3 separate regions of the Mus musculus genome follow, and all the other regions are linked to region 1. A link is a contact called in public HiChIP or PLAC-seq and promoter capture Hi-C data. All regions are on one chromosome and are shown on one strand. The core of a region is the stretch at or near the end of the contact, and the rest is flanking DNA. Distances in the headings are between cores, read along the strand shown. Region 1 holds the start of Map3k20 (mitogen-activated protein kinase kinase kinase 20). Region 2 holds the start of Wipf1 (WAS/WASL interacting protein family, member 1). Region 3 holds the start of Cir1 (corepressor interacting with RBPJ, 1).

The links. Promoter capture Hi-C pulls out the DNA fragments that hold promoters and counts their contacts. HiChIP or PLAC-seq counts read pairs in DNA pulled down with a chosen protein or histone mark.
Region 2: a contact with region 1 is called in a promoter capture Hi-C map of embryonic stem cells, with 2.9 times the contacts expected there. The contact joins the promoter of Wipf1 here to the promoter of Map3k20 in region 1. A contact is called at or near these places in 3 of 39 promoter capture datasets (embryonic stem cells, hippocampal neurons and pre-B cells), 4 of 115 datasets of contacts at active chromatin or transcription factors (embryonic stem cells, epiblast stem cells and neural tube) and 1 of 9 other capture datasets (liver).
Region 3: an HNF4G HiChIP or PLAC-seq map of pancreatic cancer cells shows a contact between it and region 1. The contact joins the promoter of Cir1 here to the promoter of Map3k20 in region 1. A contact is called at or near these places in 10 of 39 promoter capture datasets (the 3T3-L1 cell line, 3T3-L1-derived adipocytes, the C10 cell line and 6 more), 21 of 115 datasets of contacts at active chromatin or transcription factors (the 230-238 cell line, the SCID.adh cell line, T-cell acute lymphoblastic leukemia and 14 more) and 3 of 9 other capture datasets (embryonic stem cells, liver and macrophages).

What each region holds. Positions count from the first base shown.
Region 1 is chr2:72,283,565-72,287,871 of GRCm38.p6, reverse strand. It overlaps Map3k20 (mitogen-activated protein kinase kinase kinase 20), which reads right to left and starts at 2,235. Exons shown (of 20, transcript NM_023057.5): 1 at 2,017-2,235.
Region 2 is chr2:73,527,329-73,531,635 of GRCm38.p6, reverse strand. It overlaps Wipf1 (WAS/WASL interacting protein family, member 1), which reads left to right and starts at 2,149. Exons shown (of 8, transcript NM_153138.4): 1 at 2,149-2,309.
Region 3 is chr2:73,310,469-73,314,775 of GRCm38.p6, reverse strand. It overlaps Cir1 (corepressor interacting with RBPJ, 1), which reads left to right and starts at 2,184. Exons shown (of 10, transcript NM_025854.3): 1 at 2,184-2,359; 2 at 4,225-4,307. The coding sequence starts at 2,288. It overlaps Scrn3 (secernin 3), which reads right to left and starts at 2,124. Exons shown (of 8, transcript NM_029022.1): 1 at 2,063-2,124.

The DNA of each region.
Region 1 (4,307 bases), core at 986-3,485:
TGACCAGCTGTGAGGCTCTGGGGTTGATGGCTCTCCTCCCTGCACAGGTAAGAATCTTTTGTTTAGTGCTGGAACTATGCTGGTTTATGTGTAGTATAGACCACGGTCAATAGCCACAAAGGAAGTAGCCTAAACTTCCCCACAGTAAGACGGAAGGTGTCTCAGCTATTATCTTTAGATCCAACAGTCCCCCACCTTGTCCCATCTGTCCTGGGTAGAATAAAATGGAAAGCAAATGATCCAAACTTCTCTTCCTAACACCTCAGGGCACAGAGGCTTTCTGGTTCTGACAGTCCTGTGTTACCACAAACTCCTTTCCTCAGCTTAACACTGACTCTTCCCTGGCTGTGTCAAGTTCTGAGACCCACTGTGTAGTCTGCTTCTGCTGGGCACACACACTCAGAGTTTTATCTGACCTCTTTTACAAAACGTCCCTGTAACTTCTCCAGTGTCTCCTCTGATGATCCAGCGATTCACTCCACACCCTTCGTAACTCCTGCCTATAATTCCGCAGGCCTATCAGACTCAGTTTCACTGCAGAGCCCAGATAGGCACTGAGCCAATGTATTGCCAATAGCACTCACTCTGCCCTAACTTAAAATACACAGTGCAGCCTGCCAAGTTTCCTTATTTGGCAAGAAGGTCCCTCAGTTCCCAAGATCTTTGACCATCCATTTTTAGATCTAAATCTGTGTGCTTAATATTTGGTTATTATTTTTCTTAATGTGTTCTTATGTATCCCCCCTAAAACAAAACAAAACAAAAACTTTTAAAAGATTAATCAGCTACTTGCTTTCTAAGACAACAAAATGTTTCCCACTTAAACTTCTGACTTGCACATTCTCCAGTTTAAAAAAAAATCCCCCAAAATTTTTGTCAAAATTACATTGTAAAAGACTAAAATAAACAGTGCTCCAAAGACCATTTTTCTCTCTTAATTCTCTCTTTCTAAACAAGCTAAATTCATGTTCATTTACAATCTCCCAAATCTCTCACTATTGTAGCAGAAATCTAAAACAAAGACTCTACAAATGATCAAAACCATAATTAAAATGCAGCCGTCACTTTTTTTTAAGATAAAAAAAGAATGAAATTTCAGAGTAGAGACAGGCCGATGACAAAGAAGTCTGGTCTTGAATCATTTGTTTATTTTTATCGTTAAATATTTTGGTAGGTTTGGATCCACTAAATGCTGGCAGTTGGTTTCATCTACAGTCAAGAAGACCAGAAGATTCGCTACAACCACTTTAGGGGTAAAACAGGAACTCACTTTAACAACCATCCGAACTCAGATGTCCTCAATCCATTCTGGAAGACGGTTCTCACACGCATTATTAATGAAGGCTGCTTATTGTGAAATCGCTGGAACGGGCCACCAAATGGTGTGCTTTCATTATTAACGAAACTAGCAAAAATAGTAATTATGTTCTCCATAAACAGTGCTTATGCAGGATCTCCAGGCGCATGAGAAACATACATTTTCAGCAACCCAACAATGACGTGCCATTGTTGTTTTTTTTCAGGCAGTTCCAATGTCATCTGGGCAGTTTAGAATTAAAGTTTTTCCCGAGATCTGTCACGCGCGGGGCGAGGCGTGGCTGCGGCCCGGGTCACCCAGTGCCCACCCTGGTGTAGATCCCCGCGCCTGCGACACCCGCGTGTGCTCCCACGGAAGGCGAGGGTGCTCGGGAAGGGCAGCCGCCGCAGGTTCCCCGGGATCGCCGCGAGCTGTGCCAGGCCGGACTCTTCCGGGCACCGAGTGCCCGGCTGGACCGGCCCGGACATGCCCAAGCCGTCCTCGGCCCAGCGGCAAGGGACTGAGGGCTCAGGGGCTGCGGTCTCGGGGTCTGCGGGCTCGGGGACCACGGGTCTCCAGGGCACCGGGGGCGAGCCAAGGACAGCCGCCCGCCGAGCCCCGGCCTCCCGCAGCCGCGCTGCCCCGGCCCCGCAGGCCCCGGTCCCGCCGGTCCTCCAGCGGAGCTCCCTCCCGCCTCTCCCGTCCCCCACAGCCCTTACCTGGCTCCCGGATCGGGCGCGAGCGGCGGCGGGGGTCGGGGACGGCGGCCCGCGCGGCTCCCACGCTTCCGCCGGAGTCAGGAGTTGAACATTCCGCCTCTCCGCGCGGCGCCAATGAGGAAGACGTCGCGGCAACAGCACCACCTACCTCCGAGCGTGGAACCGCCGGCCGGCCAGCCTCCGGGCACGCCCGGCTCGGTGCCCAGCAGGGAGGCCGGGGCTCGGGGTCGCGGAGAGCCCGGTTGCTGCCCCCCCCCCCTTACCCCCCGTGAGACTGAATGCACTTGGCTGGGAAGGGGACAGCAGGGAAGGCAATGTCAGGGTCGCGGGTGCCTCAGTGGGACCATCAACAGGTACTTTGGAGATTTTGAGGAGGAGTCAAGGCCTGCTGCTCTGGTTGGTGACTTTTAAGATGAAGTGCCCGCGATTTCCCATCGAGGAGACAGAGTCCATGACAAGTGTGAACAAAACGTGTCACCTGGCTTTGGGAAGAAAAGAAATTGATCGGGGAGGATGTAGATGGAGTGGAAAAAGAGGAGAGGTTGCAAAAGTAGGGAACACAGTTTCTGAATTAGAATTTCACGTGTACACACGTGGAGAGTTAAGGAAAGTTGAAATCGTGCAAAATGGATATTCGTATTTTAGTGCATGGCTTTATATTTGGAGCAGGAGGCTTACCAGCCTGAAGATGTTAAGCCATATTCTCTTTCCTCCCCATCCATTTTAGTAGTGGTTTAGAGAGTTGCTTAGGGATGGAAACAAGATAAGTGGTAGATATTGTCACTACCAGGTAACAGATAGAATCGTGAAGGCTAGAGTTAGAGGGTACAGTTTGGGATCGTTTTTAAAAAGAAAATTGGAATTGAGAGACATGTTTCAGAAAGAGGCCACAGAAATTTGTGACCCATTCGGTTGGGAAAGAAGAAAGCGGTGATGCCAAGATTTGAGACCTGGGTGACTGGAAGAACGATGGTGTCATTGACAGAAATAGAAATCTGTGGAGAGGAAACTGGCTTCCTGCTGAGTTTTGAAGTCAGGAGAGGAAAAACAGGCAGAGATGAAACAAGAAACGGAAATCAGAAAAGAAGCCCAAAGAGAAATAGAAATTTTGAAAACCGTTCATATATATTTAATATATGAATGGGAAAGGATGGGTAAATATACACTAATGAAAAAAGAAACCACTTTCTGGTCTGTGATTACAAAGACTGAGGATTTTGGATTAATAAATTGCATTTTGGTAACTGAGAAGGTTGATGAAAACTATCCAGCTAAAAAAAATTCTTTTGTAGGTGATCAAACAATTGTTTAAAAAAAAAAAAAAGCTGTCTATCTACTCAAAAAAAAAAAAAAAAAAAAGGGTGCTGGGCTCTTGAGCGCGAAATGAACATGAGACTGCAGTCACCTTAGCTTTAAAGACATCCGATTGTGTCCTGACTCTGGCTGAGGAATCAGAGAGCCTGACTTTGCTGTTGCTCCTCTCAGTTGTCACATGGGACACTTAACAGGCAGTCCTCAGTTTCCTGCTCACCAAAATCAGGTGTTAGCCACTGGTTCCAGCTTGCCAGTCACCAGCCATCCATACCTTGCTTTGTACTGGAAGCCTGCAGCTTCTGATATTTTTAGCTTATACTATCTCTCCTTCCTTCATTCTATTTTCCTTCTATAATTAGGCTCAGAGAGTAGGCAACAGGAGCAATAAACTCTACAAAGTACTTTCAAAAACTTATTTGAAGGAGCACCTCACAGAAGGCCTCCTGCCTTCCCATTATGTTGCAAGGTCCTCACTGCGATACCTTATACTCTATTGTGGGGGCCACGGCTGTGACTCTGTGCTAAACGTAGGCTTGCCTCGACTTCTTAAGACTTATTTTTAATGTGTGTGTGTGTTTCCCCTGTGTGTATGTATGTGCACCATATGCACGCCTGGTGCCTATGGAGGTCAAAAGAGAGGTGAGAGCCATTGGAACTGCAGTTATATGTGTGTGGGAGCCACCATGTGGGTGGTAGGAATTGAACCAGGGTCCCTTGCAAGAGCAGCAAGTGCTCTTAACCACTGGGCCACCTCTCTAGTCTCACTGCTTCAAGATTTGAGTTTTTTGGTTTTTTTTTTTTAAATAAACTGCTTGTCTACTTGTGAATATATTGATGTTTTTAGACATCAGAGCTAATATAGTCTATATTGTGTTTACTCCTAATGCTCAACTTTTTCAAACTTAGGGGGGAAAAAATCTTTTTGCAAGTTTGTTTTTTTAGTTAATCCAAGTTGGACAGAGTATAGATTTGCGAGT
Region 2 (4,307 bases), core at 900-3,399, 1.2 Mb before region 1:
CTCCCCAGCACATCCTGGTCCTCTGCTGCTTCCCTTGGCCAAGTTTAGAGCTCCATTCATCTGGCACTCCACATCCTTCCTGCATGAACCCAGAAGACAGAACCTAACCTAGCACAGAGCCTTTAACCAGATCTGCTTGGACACCAACACTTCTTTACTAAAGCTTGTAACACTGTCTTTCTTTCCTGGCTTAGCATTCGGGGATCTTAATTCAGGTCACTCCTGAAAGTAGCAGCTCAGAGGTGGAACAAACAGGAAATCAAGTTGAGAGACTTATGGCTTGGTGGTTGGATCGAGGTATTAACACCATAATGATCTGAATTTAGAAATTCATATGCTAAGAGATCTTGAGCAGGTCAGCCAGGCTTTGGAGGGCACTGTTCAGTGTGTACAATAGAGACAGATGCCTATTTCACAGAGGTTCCTGTGAGAACTCAATGAGGCAGGTAAGCTCCCTTATCTGGTGTTTGAGACTGCCATCTATTCAGGAGAAGGTAACCAAAATAAAGTCCTGGTTATAAGGGGGTGGGAGGTCCAAAGGCACTGGATTAGGAGTTAGAGTGGCTCCCAAGATGGGAGTCATGAAACAAGAAGCAGAATAGGTTCAGAGCGCCTCTGTCTACAATAGAAAGACCAAATGTCAGCAGAAACCATCTCGAGCTGAACGTGTACTTAATGTCCCTGGCTGCTCCCACTGCTTAGCAACCCGGCGGCACAATGCAGCATAGTATGGATTGTTTACCCTCCTCATGGATTCCCTGTGTTGTCAAGCAACAAGAAGGAATATTTACCACACACTGCTAACCCAGGAAAAGATCCAAACTCAATGCGCCAGAACTGGAGAAAATGGTTCAGCGGTTAAGAGCACTTGCTGCTCTTAACAGAGGACACTTAGATTCCCAGCATCTACGTGGTAGCTCCCAACCGTCTGTAATTCCATTATCAGGGCATCCCACACCTTCTTATGGCCTCTGTGGCACCAGGCAAGCACATGATACAGATAGATATATTTGCAGGCAAACCACTTGTACACATTAAATAAATACATACATAAAAGGCAAATATAGCATAGACCTTAGACGAATACAGTTAACAGTGGGAGTTTGTAACCATCCTGGAATTCATGGTGAGACCTAAAAATAACAAAAACAAAACAAAAAGGAAAGAGTGCATTTAGAGACTCCTACCAAAAAAAAAAAAAAAACAAACAAACAAACAAAAAAAAAAACAAAAAAAAACGCTAATAAGAGTTTAGGAGAGGTGGCCCTGTCGCTGTCTTTCCAGGATTATCGTATCCGCCAGAAGCATGTCACAGAGACTGCACACATAGGGACAACTCAGCACAGAAAGCCTGAAGCCGAGGCATTCTAGATGCCACATTCTGAGGTGCATCTTTCAAAGCTTCCCTGCCTTTACCCAGAGAGCTACGTCGTCTCGGTAGCTTTACTATCCGGTCCAGTAGTTATACTGACCATAACTGTCTTTGTCTTTCAAATGTATATGTTCTAATGTGTCATCCCAGTGTTAACTTGCCTTTAAGGCCTGATAGTGGTGTTTTTGAGAACTGGCAAGAGCCATGTGAAAGGGCCTCGGGTTTCTCCTTATACTCGCTCGGCTCTTGATCTTTCTATGTTTGCAGAAGTCGGTGGAAAAAAAAAAAAAAAAGATTCCAAGAATCCCAACCGATAGGCACCTTACCCTGGGAAGAGCTGTGCGCTCCCAGTGGGCGGGGATTGGGGACGCGCGTGGCCCTTGGGCTTCAGTGGGGCCACTCCATCTTAGAAGCCAGTTTTTACAGTGAATGGAAACTTTTAAGTTTCTCAAAGCGGGGGGCGCCCTCTGATTCGGGAGCGGAGTGGAGATGACCGGAAAAGGCTTTCCCTGTGTTGGGGGGAGAGCACCCCACTCGGAGGCCCGGGTAGTTTCTAGGGACAGCGTCTTGGGTTGGGTATCCCTTCCAGGTCCGGCTCCTGGGCGCACGCAGGTCCGGACCCCTCGGCCTCCGCCCCGGGGAGAGCCCAGCCCAGGCTCCGGTCCCGCCGGCCTCGGAAGTCAGGGCGCGGCGAGGGCGAAGGGCGAAGGGCCAGCGGCTGCCTCGGCGTCCGCGTGTGGCGGGGGCCGTAGGGGGAGGACGCGGGCCGAGGGGGAGGGCGCACATCTCGGCGAAGTTCCCGGATGGTCGCAGCCTCCCGGCGCGGAGCGCTTTTCCTGCCCGCCCCGGCTCAGCCCTGCGGACCCAGAGAGAAGTTTCCCAGAAAAAAATGCCCCGCGCGCCGCGGGGCCGAGGAGCCGCCCGGAGCCGCTGCACGGTAAGGGAGCCGCGCCCCACCATGCAGGGCGCGTCCGGGGTGCACGGAGTTGGGGTGCAGACGGGCGGGTTGTCGGGGCCGCGTCCTCGGCGCCCAGGGGAGCGATCCCCGCTCAGGCCCGCGGTCCAGCCCGCGCGGGAGGAAGGGGCGGCGGCTGCCGGGGCTCGAGATGCCGCGATCCCCGCTGAGCGCTGCGGGGCTGCACCGACCCAGGACCGCCCGTGGACCCGATGGATCTAACCGCGGTCTCCCTGGGATGCCCGGGAACCGCATCTGCAACTCCATCTCCACCGAGGGCGGGTGACTTTGGAGTTTAGGGCTCCCAGAACTTGGCTCCAGTGCTCCCGGGCAGCCTGATCCCGGGTATGGGCGCGCTCTAGGTGCCTATGTCTGCTCCTGAAAGGGCGGCCAGCTCGGGTCAGGGCTTTGCGCCCGGGGCCTCTCCCTAAATCGTGGACCGCTTCCCTTCAGCCTTCATCTCCCGCTACTTTAGCATGCTTTTCTTTTCAAAGAAAGAACAGTGAAACTTAACTAGTGCAAGAGAAATCCAATAGGGATGACCCAGATCCTCGGTTTGTGGCTAGACTTTGAACTCAGATTAACAAAAGGTGTGTCTGTGTGGAACCTGGTTTGACTGGGTCTTGCTTAATCTCCAAGGAATATCCCCGGGCTATAGGCTCCTAACCCCTCAGGGTTTCTACAGTGAGCAGATTTGGTCTCTTTCTCTGAAAATCGCTAGTCTGTCTTGGATCTTCCTTGCCCTTCATCTCTCTGGTTCCTGAGCGGGCCTGCAGGTAGACCCACAGGGACAGCGGACACGTGTGCAGCCTGGGTAGGTTTTCTTTTAACAGCTTCCATATAATTTGAATACTGTATTTTCATTTGATAGATTTTTTTTTGCCTCCTCAAAAAATGCTTATTTCAATAATTGATAAATAACTTAAAAGTTTGTAGATCATGTTTTTGACTTCTTAAAGAGAGAAAGTCTTTCATAAACTATGGGCTCTCTGCTTCTTACAGTGCTCAGGGCACTGCCTTCTACCCTGATTACCTGCCAGTTGCGGTTCACCAGGCTGATCCTCTCAGAGGCATGGGGTGGTGTACACATATGTGTACAGATCGTACACATATCTGTGAGTGCCGGTTGCCGGCTGAAGAGAAGCTGCAGACTGGGTTTTCCAAGTGTTCTGGATCCGCTCAGCGACATCACCGTCTTCCCTGAGTAGCTTTTCTCTTTGGGAATCACATGAGCGCTTTTAGATTACGTGATGGAAAGCAAAGAGATCTGAAAGCAGGGAATGATCAAACTCTGGGATAGAAAGGGAGAATGAACTTATTTGCAGATGGAGGGATTCGCATCTTACTTCCGTTGTCCATTTCACACATTTTCTTCTGTGTGTTTAGCTACTGCCGGATGCCCTTAAACCTACTGTGTGACTCGGTTGACAGTCTTTCCACCGCTGGGTGTGAGGCTAGAACAGGATAACAGGTTATGAGACAGCAAGAAGCAATTTGATACAAAGTAACCAGTCACCAGGCACCGTGTAACAACAAGACACAAGAGCAAAAAGGAACTGCCAGAGAGTTGGTAGGTAGCAAAGAGCAGAATGCCTGTGTCTTTTAAATTGACCGTGCCAAGGTGCTTTGGCCGCCATGAGCCAGGTTTCATGAATGTTCATGATACTCCGTTTTTTCTCACAGTCTTGGATAACTGAATGTGTTCCTAACTATAGCTGTAGTTTTAAAGTTGAGCACTTTCCACGGTGATGCCAAATATTCTTTTATTCCTTTTATACTTTTATTCTAAAGTACACAGGACATTTTTATTTCTTGCTGCAACCTGTTCATTTCTAAGAACCTGGGAATCTAGGTCCCAGAGCTCTGGCCATCCTGGGGCCTGTCCTCCAATGGAGTCTACTAGATTTCTGATGATTTCCGTACGGAGGCCCCACTGAGCTGCCTTCCAGCAACCCACGTAGCCAGGCCACCAGCCCCACA
Region 3 (4,307 bases), core at 935-3,434, 1.0 Mb before region 1:
AACAACCAAAAAGGAATTTATGTAAACAAACAAATGTTCCCAATATTGCTACAGAGGAGGTCTCCTTTGGCTTGAGGAAAAACGCACACAGAGACTATAATATTGAAAAGACAGACAATTTGAAGCAGACCCAGTACTTTGGAGATCTCACTTTTGGAGGCAGAGATGGGTGAATCTCTGAGTTTGAGGCAAGCCCTGTGTTCCAGGACAGCCAGGGGTAGTGTCTTAAAAAAAAAAAAAAAAAAAAGCCACCTTTCATGTTTTCAGGAAGTTCACATTTGTAACTTAGAAATCCTGACTACAGAACTGACGTACGGATTCTCTTTTCCAGATTCTGTGATCTGGAAAATCTTAAATTCCAGTTTGTAGAACCATTCAAAATCTCCTATTTTTATTTTGCTTCCAGAACAGACATAGTTTTAGTTTACTTCTATTATTTATCTTTTTAAAGGTTTATTTTTACTATTTGTGTGTGTGTGTGTGTGTGTGTTTACACTAAGAATGGGGATGCCCGAGAAAGCTAGAAGTGGGCCTCAAATCCCCTGGAGCTGGAGTTAGAGGTTGTAAGGCTTCGTGCACGGCCACCTTGTGTGTTAGGAACGGAACTCAAGTCTTCAGGGAAAGCACTGAGCTATCTTAACCATTGTTCTCTCTCTCTAACCCAGTTCCCTTCTTTTATAAGAACCAAATCATGCTGGGGGTGGTGGTGCACACCTTTGATCCCAGCACTTGGGAAGCAGAGGCAGATCTCTGAGTTCCAGACCACCCTGGCCTACAGAGTGAGTTCCAGGACACCCAGAGCTACACAGAGAAACCCTGAAAAAAAACAAACAGGAAGAACCAATTCTTAGCATAGTTTTATATGGGAGCATCCTAAATATTTTAAAACAAAATAAAAAATATAAATACAATAAATGTTTTATTGAAAGGAAAGCAAAGCAGGATATGATAGCCCACCTGCAATCTCAGGACTCGGCAGGATGAGCTAGAGTTTAAAGCTAGCCTATGTCTCAAAATGACTCAAGAAACAAGTTCACCATGGAACAAGTAAAGGGTCTTCTCCATCTCAAAGATGGGAAGACGTACCAGTTTTTCTTTTGTGTCGCCCCTCTAAATTTCTTGATCTCCTGCTTACTGTGCTCCAAAGTTAGCTACTCCAACACATAATTTAGGCAGGCTATTAATTCTCCTTTTTTCCAGGCCCGTCAGTATTAAAATAAATAAGTAAATAATTATTAAAACACCACCTAGAAGGTGAAAACCCAGCTTGGTGGTGCATGCCTGTAATTGAAGATTGAGCGTTACGTGGACCGCGCCACGAATAACACAAGATAAAAAAACAAAAAACTGGCACACAGCCAACACCCAAATGAAAGCTGACATCCGTTGTACCTTGGCATTCTTATCCTCACCAGACTAAGTGACTATCCTCAGTGGACTAAGCCTTGCTTACCCGAAACTGGGATGGCGGCAACAGCTAAGAAACCCGCACCCAGGGAGAAAGTCGTTGGCCCTAACATGTTCTCATCATTCACGATGTTTGCTGAGCAAACTTCTGCATGGCTAGAAATAACGGAAGGGAGCTGGGTGTAGTGGCGCAGGCCTTTAATCCCAGGCCTGGGAAGGCAAAGGCAGACGGATCTGTTAGTTCAAGGGCAACCAATGCTACATGGCGAGGTATACATAATGATAATAATAATAATAATAATATTATTATTATTATTATAATTATTATTAAACCTTAACAGTAATTGGAAAGGAAGAGCCTAGGTTCTTGAGCTTCTAACAGTCTATTCCCGTGCTTTTGGTAACACCAATCTTCCGAGGCTCACAAACGTCCTACAGTTGCCGGGAGACAACTTAATCTACATGGGAACTGCGCGGCAAAAGAAAATTTTTTTGCAACTGGAGTCGGCGTTGCCAGAAAGTGCTGGGCTCGAACCTCGAGACCTCGCTTGTTCGGGCTGACCGCGCTCGGATCGAAGCTGACGCAGCAGAGCCCGCCGCCGCTCGCGACCCCGCAGAGAGCGAGCATCGCGCACAGGGGGTTCCCCAAGCTTACCTCTGCTGCGCACGCGCGGACGCCGCCAAAGCCGCGGCAGCCACCAGAAGCGACTGCCGGAAGAGAGCAAGAGGGGCGGTGCCAAGCGTCAAACCACGGAAGTAGTCATCCTCCCGACCTCGGAAGTTCTCGCCCAAACTTGCCTAGCAGTTCCGGTGAAGCTCCGGGAGTTTGTTTACGTTCCGAGAAGACCTAGCGGTTGGCTTCTCCGACTCAGACGCCAAGATGGGGAAGTCATTCGCCAATTTCATGTGTAAGAAGGACTTCCATCCTGCGTCCAAATCCAACATCAAGAAGGTGAGTAAAGGCATCCGGAGAGGGCAGAGATTGCTAAGCTCCCTGGGAGGGTCGTATCCTCCTCACGGCTGGAGTCGTCGATCTTTCCCCCTTGCAGGAATGATCCCCCAAGTCCCGCCTGTCAGTCAGTGGGGAGACCCACGCATGGTTTGATAACACTGTCCGTTCAGGATCCGTCTCCTACAGCCCCAAGCCGGTGAACTCTGCTCTGGGTCGAGACTCCTGCTTAACGGAGATCTTCTGGCAGAAATCCTCCCTCTGCTCACTCTCCATCCCGTAGTGTGTTTCTGATGGCTGCGTTCAAGTTGAGCGTTTTAAACAATCACAGGGCAACCAGTTGCTGGACACAGAAGGGCCGTGGCGAGAATTACAGCGCCAAAGAATGGCGACGGGAGAGTGCTTGGGCTTTGGATTCTTAGTTCAGTACAGTTACATGTAGCCCTGAGGCCTCGCACAAAATAGTCAATGATGTGAGCATTAGCCTCGTACACTGTTGATCAAGAATTATCAGTGTCAGTTGCCCTAGTTTGTAAAAATTTTAGGGAGATTAGATGAGATAGTATGGCCAATGACTAGAAACTCGAAATGAAGGCTTAGCACTGTGTGTTAAGAAAAGTACTCAAGTACTCAAAAGTACACAAACTTATGAGAATATATTTCGCTTTTGTTTCCAAACCAGTTGTGGGTCCTGTATATTACCATACATCTAAAGAATGTATATATTAGCATGCATGTACATTAGGATATCTGTGGAAGAAAGTGCAAGAAATGCTAACACTGGTTATCTGCAAATATAGTTACTTAGGTTTTTAAGTCCCTTGGGAGTGGGGAGGGCTTGCCAGATCTCAGCCTTACTCCTTGACCCCAAAAGTCTTGTTCTGTTTATTTTGTAGTACTCCTAATCCCCACGAGTGTATTTCTTTATGTGTTTCATAGCCTCTATTTGAGGTGGGATCTCCTGCAGTCTAAGCTGGCTTCAAACTTGCTGTCTAGGGAGGATAGCCCTGAACTCCTTGTCCTTCTGCCTCCAACCCCCTGCCCCCACCCCCAACCCCCACCCCCGCATGCTGGGATTACAGGTGGAAGCCACTGCAATCAACTACCACTTCTCCTAGGTCATAAAGTAGTTTATAATATGCAGGAGAAGCATTGTGAGCACTTTGACAATGGAGCTGCATCTTATTTTTAATTCAGTTACTGGAATTGAGTCTTGAGCAGTCGAGACTAATGAAAATAACTGTACAGTCTAAAGCTTGAGATACACGGTAATTTTTCTGTTTTGGTTGGGGTCTTACTGTGTAGTTCTGACTGGTCTGGAATACTTAGTAGTCCTACCTCAGCCTCTTGAGTTCTAGGATTATGGACATGGGCCAACACACTCAGCTAAACACAGTGAAAACAGCTAAAGGGCAGGTGCCATCCTGGAAGAAGCCAGGGAACTCTATCCACAATGCTCAGGTCCAAGACACCCGTCTTCTCTTCTAAGTGCTGTGAGCATCTTTTCATTTCAGTGTATTAGATGTGTTTCATTATAGAAGACAAGTGGGCTGGAGGGCTGTCAAAATTGCTAGTGGCTAAAACACTTGTTGCACAAGTGTAAGGATCAGAGTTTGGATCCACCATCCCTTGGTAATCCTAGCCTTCATGAAAAGAAGACAGGAGTTCCTCTGTGCAAGCTGGTAGCTGGACTAGTAGAATTGTTGACCTCTGGGTCCAGTGAGAGACCCTGCCTCAGTAAATGAAGGGGAGAGTGACTGAAGATCCCGGATCCCACACTCACATACTCGAAAACACACACACACACACACACTTGTTAACTTAATTTGAATCTAATTGTTAAATTATATTTTGTTTCACTAATATAGGTATGGATGGCAGAACAGAAAATATCGTATGATAAAAAGAAACAAGAAGAATTAATGCAACAGTACCTTAAAGAGCAGGAGTC